Linked DNA regions of Mus musculus: region 1 is linked to region 2. The links are chromatin contacts, called in public HiChIP or PLAC-seq maps. All regions are on one chromosome and are shown on one strand. The core of a region is the stretch at or near the end of the contact, and the rest is flanking DNA. Distances in the headings are between cores, read along the strand shown. Region 1 holds the start of Top3b (topoisomerase (DNA) III beta). Region 2 holds the start of Spidr (scaffolding protein involved in DNA repair).

What was found. HiChIP or PLAC-seq counts read pairs in DNA pulled down with a chosen protein or histone mark.
Region 1: a contact with region 2 is called in an H3K27ac HiChIP or PLAC-seq map of extraembryonic endoderm stem cells, with 3 times the contacts expected there. The contact joins the promoter of Top3b here to the promoter of Spidr in region 2. A contact is called at or near these places in 3 of 39 promoter capture datasets (liver and pre-B cells) and 3 of 115 datasets of contacts at active chromatin or transcription factors (embryonic forebrain, extraembryonic endoderm stem cells and large pre-B cells).

The regions. Positions count from the first base shown.
Region 1 is chr16:16,867,972-16,872,353 of GRCm38.p6, reverse strand. It overlaps Top3b (topoisomerase (DNA) III beta), which reads right to left and starts at 1,618. Exons shown (of 18, transcript NM_011624.3): 1 at 1,299-1,618. Vpreb1 (pre-B lymphocyte gene 1) reads left to right here and starts at 3,099. Exons shown (of 2, transcript NM_016982.2): 1 at 3,099-3,288; 2 at 3,376-3,953. The coding sequence starts at 3,243. The coding sequence ends at 3,758.
Region 2 is chr16:16,145,254-16,149,306 of GRCm38.p6, reverse strand. It overlaps Spidr (scaffolding protein involved in DNA repair), which reads left to right and starts at 2,456. Exons shown (of 20, transcript NM_146068.4): 1 at 2,456-2,562. The coding sequence starts at 2,530.

The DNA of each region.
Region 1 (4,382 bases), core at 369-2,868, 720 kb before region 2:
AAGGCTCATCTTCCATTTCAAAGTGAAAACCAATGAGAAAACCTGGACTTGATGGCTTATAAGCATCACCTACACACCACACTCACACTTTGTGACTCTGAAACAACACTATTCACTTAAGCTTTTGCTGTGTGTGTGTGTGTGTGTATGTGTGTGTATTGGGCAAAGACAGCGTCTTGTGTGGCCAAGGCTGGCCTCTTAACTATATAGCCACTACGGCCTTGATCTTCCTATCTTCAACTCCTGAGTGCTGGGAATTCAGGAGTACACCAAAATGTCTAGCCAAAATTTTTATATATGATCACTTAAATAAGACTCCTTAACATAAACCTACATGATATACCAAGTCTTTTCTGCCAAGGCTCTGACACTATAGTTTGTCCTATTCTGGAGTTAGGTAAGCAAAGGGCTATTTAGGTGTGGATTGCAAAGAGAGAATAGCAAGACAACCTGCCCATTCTTTGCCACACCTCACTAATCAGTGTCCCTTGGAAAGCACTGTAAATATGGAGGTTTCTTTTTGTATTATGTAGTAGTGGATTTAACTTGAGGAGCCCCAAAAGGGGTCAGCAAAGCATGGGAAATCTAAGAATTTAACACTTCAGTGACTTTTAATCACCTACAGATCCAGGAAAATAAGCCTGTCTCTTAACTCCTTCTTTGTATCTAGTATGCTGCAGCTCTGTCTACCAACATTGCTATAAAATAGGAGTTAAAGTTAAACAAACAAATAAACAGTTATTTTGTGTGTGGATATGTATGGGCACGCACATGCTGCCGGTCACAGGTCAGAAGACAAATTGTGGGATTCAGCTCTCTCTTTTTACAACGTGAGTTCCCGGGGTCGGAACCTTGGTTGTAAGAGCGCTGAGCCATCTCATCATCCTAGTTTAAAAAGCCAGAATAAATCGCAGTGCATAACAATTCAGACTAGCGACAAGGGACCTTGGCGAACGGTGAAAATTCCCCCCTTTCTCTGGCTATCAAATCCAAGTCGTCCTGGCTTTTCACAGTCCTGTTCCCAAAGGCCGGGTTCCAAATAGGTTAAGAGAGGTCATCCGTTCTTCCCTATGCATAACTAGCTGGCCCTCGACTCTAGCTCATTGGTTTACCCAAGTTTTCTCCTAATCTGCAGAGATCAAGTCCGAGAACAGCCTGGGTCTCCAGACAGAGCAGGCTCCGGGAGGCAGCGAGTGGAACCTTCGGATAAGAACGCAAACCGCAGGCCTGAGCCTCTGTGGGCAGCACAACTTCCCTGAGCCGGTTTCCCTACCCTCAACTAGGGGGAAACGTCTCACCTCGGGGCCGCGGGGAGCTCGTTGGAAAAGCGACCACTGCCCACTAAACGCGGCTCCACCGCCGCCCAGAGGCCCCACGGCGAGGGCTGGATGGCGAAAAAGCCGCGCCAGGGCAGGACCCTCCCCCACGCCCCCGCCCGGGTCGGAGCGCTGCTACCATTCCGGAAATGCCTGGGGAAAGCCAGCGTCTTCCGCTTCCTCGAGCAGCCAGCATCCCACTGCTCACCCGCCGTGCCGCTGCGCCTCTCGCTCCGGCTGTGCTTTCCCCGGTGGCCACTCACGAACTCACTTCCGGCTCTGTCCGTCTGTGGCGTCCCCTCATCTGCCCTCCGATGTCGACACTAAGGTGTCTGCAAGTTCCGAGGCTGGTGAGTTCCGGGTGCCTTGCTGTCTGCTTCCTGTTGGGAGCAGCAGGGGCTCCCCAAGTCTCCATTGTGTCTCCAAAAAATCATCCGGAGAAGACATTAATGACGATTGTCAGTATGATTACGAGAACTGATGAAAATATGCAATTAATGATTAAAATAAAAATGTAAAGTTTATTTTTATTTGATATGCATTGGTGTTTTGCTTGCATATGCACATCCGTGCGGGGGTGTCAAATTCCCTGGAACTGGGGATAGTTGTGAGCTGCCATATGGGTACTGGGAATTGAACCCAGGTCCTTAACCACTTAACCAGCCCAATAATTAAAATAATTTAAACATTTCAGATAGCAGGCTTTTTCAGTGTTAGCAACATCTGTGAGCGGGATGGTGGCTCTTACCAGGAATCAAGCAATCAGAAGGTTGAGACAGCGAGTTAGAGGTCATTCAGGGCTACATAGTGAATTTCATTCCAGCTTGGGACTATAGGCTATACAAGACAAAACAAAACAAAGCACCTTTTAAAATTTTGAAGACCACACTACTTGTGTTAATGTATCTGGAAGATAATATGTAATTTTTTTAGAGTATTAGAATTATGGAAGTTTTAAAATAGTTTTGATGACTTTATTAGCATACCGTTTTTTAATAGCCTGGTATGGTGGCTCACAACTTTGATCTCGGCACTTGGGAGGCAGAGAAAGGCAGATTTCAGTGAGTTCGAGGCCAGCCTCATCTGCACATTGAGTTCCAGAATAGCCAGCCAGAGCAAAATAGTGGGATCCTGTCTTAAAAAAAAAAAAAAATATATATATATATATATGTATGTATATATTCAGATTGTCTCATTATGTAGCCAAGGCCATCCTGGAACTCACTGGAACTCACTGTGGACCCAGGCTGGCCTCAAACTTATGTTTTTAAGCCATCCTTTTGTTACCAAGACTGGCTATGACAGCCCCAACTTGTCAACGAGACAAGTAAGAAACCTATAAGATGGCTCAGCAGGCAGACAGTGGCTGCCAAGCTGGCCATGTGAACACAAAAGAAATGAAAATAAAAATGTAATTAAAAGAGATAATACTAAAAAGCAGAGGAAGGAGATTTATTTAGTGTGCTCACATATGGTAGAGGAACATCTAAAGAGGCCCAGTGACTGCTCCCACACATATTTGGGGTCTGATATGAGGCTTAGGTTTAAGGAGAAAACTCTTGTCCCCTTTACCAGGCATTTAAAGTGAACTACAGATCTGCTTATTTGGGGCTCAGCCTCTCAAGGGGAGTTGAGGTCACTCTCCCTCAGGGAGACAAGCCCGCAGTCCTGGGTTCTGGCCCATGACGTTCCAGCAGGTGCTTCCTCCCAGAATGCTTCCCTGGGTCAAACCCAGAGCCACAAAGGCTTCCATTAGACCATTCTGGTAAGTGACAGAGTCACAGAGCCCAGAAAGCCTGGGAGGGTGGTGAGCAGGAACCAGGGGTGCAGTGACCCTCTCCCCAAAGCAGGGAGGAGAGTGCTTCCCAGCTGGTCAGGGCCCAGGAGCAGTGGCTGTAGGGGGCAGGGTGCTGCAGGTCTGGAGCCATGGCCTGGACGTCTGTCCTGCTCATGCTGCTGGCCTATCTCACAGGTAAGGAAACTCTTGGGGCCCAGGGCTTCTTTGCTCCTCCTATGGCCTTGCTCTGCCCCAGTGATGGACATGCTTCTATCTTCTCAGGTTGTGGCCCTCAGCCCATGGTGCATCAGCCACCATTAGCATCTTCTTCCCTTGGAGCCACCATCCGCCTCTCCTGTACCCTGAGCAACGACCATAACATTGGCATTTACAGCATTTACTGGTACCAGCAGAGGCCGGGCCACCCTCCCAGGTTCCTGCTGAGATACTTCTCACACTCAGACAAGCACCAGGGTCCCGATATCCCACCTCGCTTCTCCGGGTCCAAAGATACGACCAGGAACCTGGGGTATCTGAGCATCTCTGAACTGCAGCCTGAGGACGAGGCTGTGTATTACTGTGCCGTGGGGCTCCGGAGCCAGGAAAAGAAGAGGATGGAGAGGGAGTGGGAAGGAGAAAAGTCGTATACAGATTTGGGATCTTAGGCTCTGGAGACATTCAGACCCTGAACTGAAGACAGAGTTTGCTTTGCTCGGCTAGTCTGGTATGGGAAGGAGGGGTAGAACGTGAGGTTTTGCAGAGCCTAGAAGATGGAATTATGCAGCTTTTCCTTGTTCTGCGGTGTTGCTATGAGCCCCCATTGGAGGCTGGATTGTAGAATTAAAGCTGTTTTTACTGAATTTGGTCTGGCTGGTTTGTGATCTCAGAACAAGTTTAAGAGCTGGCTAGGTCAAAGGTCATGCTCAGTTTGGCCAGGTACCCATCTCTGAGGCAGAACATTTGTCTGAACCCTATTGTTATGATCACGGGGCAAATGGATGATAAAAGCATCTTGGAGGGGGACCTTCTTGCAAAGGATGGGGTCTCCTGTTGTCATCTCCACAGTTACCGAGCAAAGGAGCCCAGCAAATGCCATCCCTGGGCCTCTACTTTGGGGGAGAGCAGGTGCCAAGTGACAGGTGTGGAGCAGGTTTACCTCATTGTTACTAGAGTGATGATTTGGGATGGACAGACCTTTGTGTTACCTAGCCTGTAATCCTACTGGGGTGTGCTCTCCACATTTTCTCTGCTGTTAGAAGTAGGTTGTAGTTGGTGCAAACTAGCAAAGG
Region 2 (4,053 bases), core at 1,207-3,706:
GGCTTTCATGGATCTCTCCTTGATTGGATTATCAATTTACATAATCATCTTATTCTTGCTTAAGCCTAGCATTTCAATCTTGTAAAATTTGTGTCACCTAGGACATGCAACCATTTCAAACTAAACTCTCTGTGGTGCAGGATTCCAACTATTTCCTTCTATAGAAAATACATAGTCTCTTTCCCAATCAACAGATAAGGTTGGGAGTTTTGTGGTCCTTTTTAGGTAGGTCTGCGCCTCTCAGCCTGGAATTGGCTGTAGAGGATTCATTGATCATAATTGTGCTTGCCAAAAAGACATTTGGGATCCCAGCTCTCAGGAAGGAATTATGGCAGGAGAGAACAGACTAGAGAAAATTATATCAATATTAATATATAAAAGAAATCAATAAGCAGAGAATGGCAAGAAGCCACCCCCAACCTGGTATTCATTCAACAAATGGAATATATTCATTGAAAGCCCAAACTTGTATGAATATTGTACATAACCCATAAAAAGTGATAGGCCTCTGACCCAGTGTATCTGGAACACACTTGTTTGTTTGTTTGTTTGTAGCTCACTCTCATTCTTGGGAGTGTTTCAAATTTTTACATAGACTATATCTGTATTTCTAATCACAGAGCCATGGTCCAATTCATTGCAGTAGGACACAAGAACCTATATACTTCAGCAGGCATTCCTGGAACACTCCAGTAGACCTCACATCTATATCTATAAAAGTTTGGATAGAAATATTCAGGGAAGGTGAGAGTTATAAGAGGAAGTGACAAGCTAGCATTGTATTAGTGCTGCAGAAGGACTACAAACCAATAGCAAAACCACATATTCTAGAAAGACTAAGAAAACTATTCCAAGAGAAAACTAAACTTGGTGTTTCCTTTCACGTAGCCTAAGACAGCCTTGAATTCACTACTTTTGGGAATTTGGGAAAATTGTAATTCTCTAAAATATCAGCCCATGGGAAAAGAAGGGCAGGATTTTTTTTTTTTTTTGCAACTCGGACTTTAAAAACAAACAAACAACAACAAAACAAATATTATTTTGCCATGTGCGGTAGTGCACAGCAGTAATCTCAGCACTCAGGAGGCAGAGACAGGAAAATCTCTGAGTTGAGGCTAGCCTGGTCTACACTGTAAGTTCTAGGATAGTCAGGGCTAAGTAGTGAGAGACCCTGTCTCAACAAACACAAACAAACAAGCTAACCAGTGGAAGAAACAAACAGAAACCCAAAGCAGACAGAAAACCCCACTGTCTTGTGTTACGTCAGTAAGCCAGTCATTTTGTCCTTTTTTCTCCTATGCTGTAGTCCCCCTTTGCAGAATGGCATATCAAAAACTGCTCCACTTGCAGTAGTATTTTTAATTCATTAAGGGCCTTGTTTCCCACTCTGCCTATCTTTCAGTTAGAGAATAAAGTCACCACCCAGGCTCTAAGCTCCTCTTCTGTACACATCTGTAAATACAACTTTCTGAGAATCCTTTCCATTGTCCACTCCAAGTTTTCAACAATATAGTTTATTTAATATTTTCTTCAATATATATCTTTATAGAATATGCCTCCGCTAATCTAGTTTCTACTTAAGTCCCATGCAAACACATTCTTGACAAGGACTTATTTAGTGTTTTTTTCGACACTAGAAACCCTGTTAATCCAGTTTCCACTCAAGTAGCAGCTCTCTGTCCTGCTGGTTTGAACATACATAGACAACTATGTCCTAGCGCTTTAAAACATCCAAGGAACGGCTTCATCTTCCACATTAAAATGTTCCCTGAACCAGCATCTAGAAATTTAAGAATGTAAGCTCTCTGGCTTTTCCCAGATCTATAGTATGTGAAACCTACTTTATAACAAATCCAACTAGTGTTCCTATAGTTTTTTTTTTTAAATAGGAAATCTTTGCTCTTGATATTTATGAATTTTATATTTAAGAATTCCTCATTAGTTAGAGAAGTACTATTCCTTTTCCTGGCTTACTTATGTTTTATTACTAATTAACAATAATTATTGAATTCTAGTTTACGGCTGCCAAGCCAACGACCACCATATCCCAGAACTCACTTGGCTCACCTCCCACCCTTACTTGTGTTACATCATTTTCCATATAAATAAGGAGAACACCCCCTCCTCGCTCTCTTCTCTTCTCTCTCTGCCACTCCCTTATCTCTCCCTCTCAATAAAACCTCTTCACGTTGAACTGCCTGGGCCTAGTGTGCTTCTTGGTGACCCGCTATTCTAACACATCACTGGTTACTGCTCTAAGGCTTTGCTTAGCTAGGAGAGAGGATGACCTGTAGATCAGCTCTCAGGCTCCCTAAAGAGCGAGAGGAAGAGCCTAGACAGCAGCTCCCTCAGTTTGAGCCCGTGGAACTTGAGACGACGGCTTTCGCAAGGGGCGGGGCGCGGGAAGGGGCGTCTCCGGAGGAAAGGGGGCGGGGCGCGGGAAGGGGCGTCGCCAGAGGGAAGGGGGCGGGGCGCGTGATGGGCGGCTTCCGGATGGGGCGGCGAGCAGGAAGACTGTGCACGTAGGAGATGTCTGGAGCCCGCCGCCCCGGCACGTCCAAGGTACGCTGTGCTGTTGCTATGAAAGCAGAGGGCGGGCGTGTAACCTCTGTGGGCTTCTCGTGCCTGTCCCTGGTCCGGTGAAGGGAGCTGGTGCGCCCAGTCTGACCGGCACGAGCCCGTTGGTGGCGGTCGGTCTAGGCAGGGTTCCCTCGCTCTGCCTCTGCCCAGGTCTGCTGAATGGTCCTGGGAACCAAGCGGGTGGGTGGCTGACAGGGAGGACGAATTGATTCGGAGTGAGTGTGAGCTGGCGTCTGGCAGTTCATTTGCCTCCGTTTTATTTTGTTGCTTAACACACCAAGACAGTAGTGGGTATTGGAGTATCTCTTCTGTCCCAGGCATCTTTTGCTACACTTTGCTTTCCCGCCTAAACTTTCTGAGAGGCGTGCTTCTCCCGTGTCTCCCGCAGTCCCTGTATACTGTAGGCACTGTTGTAGGAACTGTTACATGGATGAAATTTAAGCGATCCTCTACATTTCTCCGACATTGTGTTTCTCTTGGATCATATTTTGCCTTTTCAAAGTTCCTCACTTACAGATGATTATTTCATAATACTCAAAATTTAGAACAGCAAACGGTGCTTCATTCCCTCACCTGCTCTTCCTTTCACTAAATGCTAAACTCCCTTAACACTACCATTCGTACTTATTTCTCAGATAGCCTTGAAAGATGACACTGTGAACTTTGTAACTTATTTAGAGAGTAAAAGCACGTATAACTTATGATTTAAAAGACTAATTTAAATTTCAGGAAGACTAAAAGATGAAAAAATCAAGGAATTAAAACATTTCTACATCTAACATAAATTAGTTCTTGCAGCCCTCGATACCCTTGCTAACTGTATACATTTATTTAAGCGTCCCTAAAGTCCTGATTCACTCTTATAGCTGCTCATTCACTTCTCCTAACTGCCCAGCTCCAAATTTTGACTTTGTGCCTATTCTCAACAACTTTTTTTTTTTTTTTTTTTTCGAGACAAGGTTTCTCTGTGTAGACCAGGCTGGCCTTGAACTCAGAAATCCTCCTGCCTCTGCCTCCCGAGTTCTGGGATTAAAGGCGTGCGCCACCACGCCCGGCTTCTTTTCTTTTCTTTTCTTTTCTTTTCTTTTCTTTTCTTTTCTTTTCTTTTCTTTTCTTTTCTTTTCTTTTCTTTTCTTTCTTTCTTTCTTCTTCTTCTTCTTCTTCTTCTTCTTTTTTTTTTTTTTTTTTTTTTTGGTTTTTTGAGACAGGGTTTCTCTGTATAGCCCTGGCTGACCTGGAACTCACTTTGTAGACCAGGCTGGCCTAGAACTCAAAAATCCGCCTGCCTCTGCCTCCCAAGTGCTGGGATTAAAGGCATGCGCCACCATGCCCGGCGCCTTTTCACAACTTTAAGAGTTTGCCCTGGACTGCGATTTTTAGCTGTCACTACAGCATAAAGAAATTACAGTGTGTTATGAAACCATTTGTTTAGCTTATCAGGGCCCTAGCAATTTTTCCTAACTTAGAAATCTG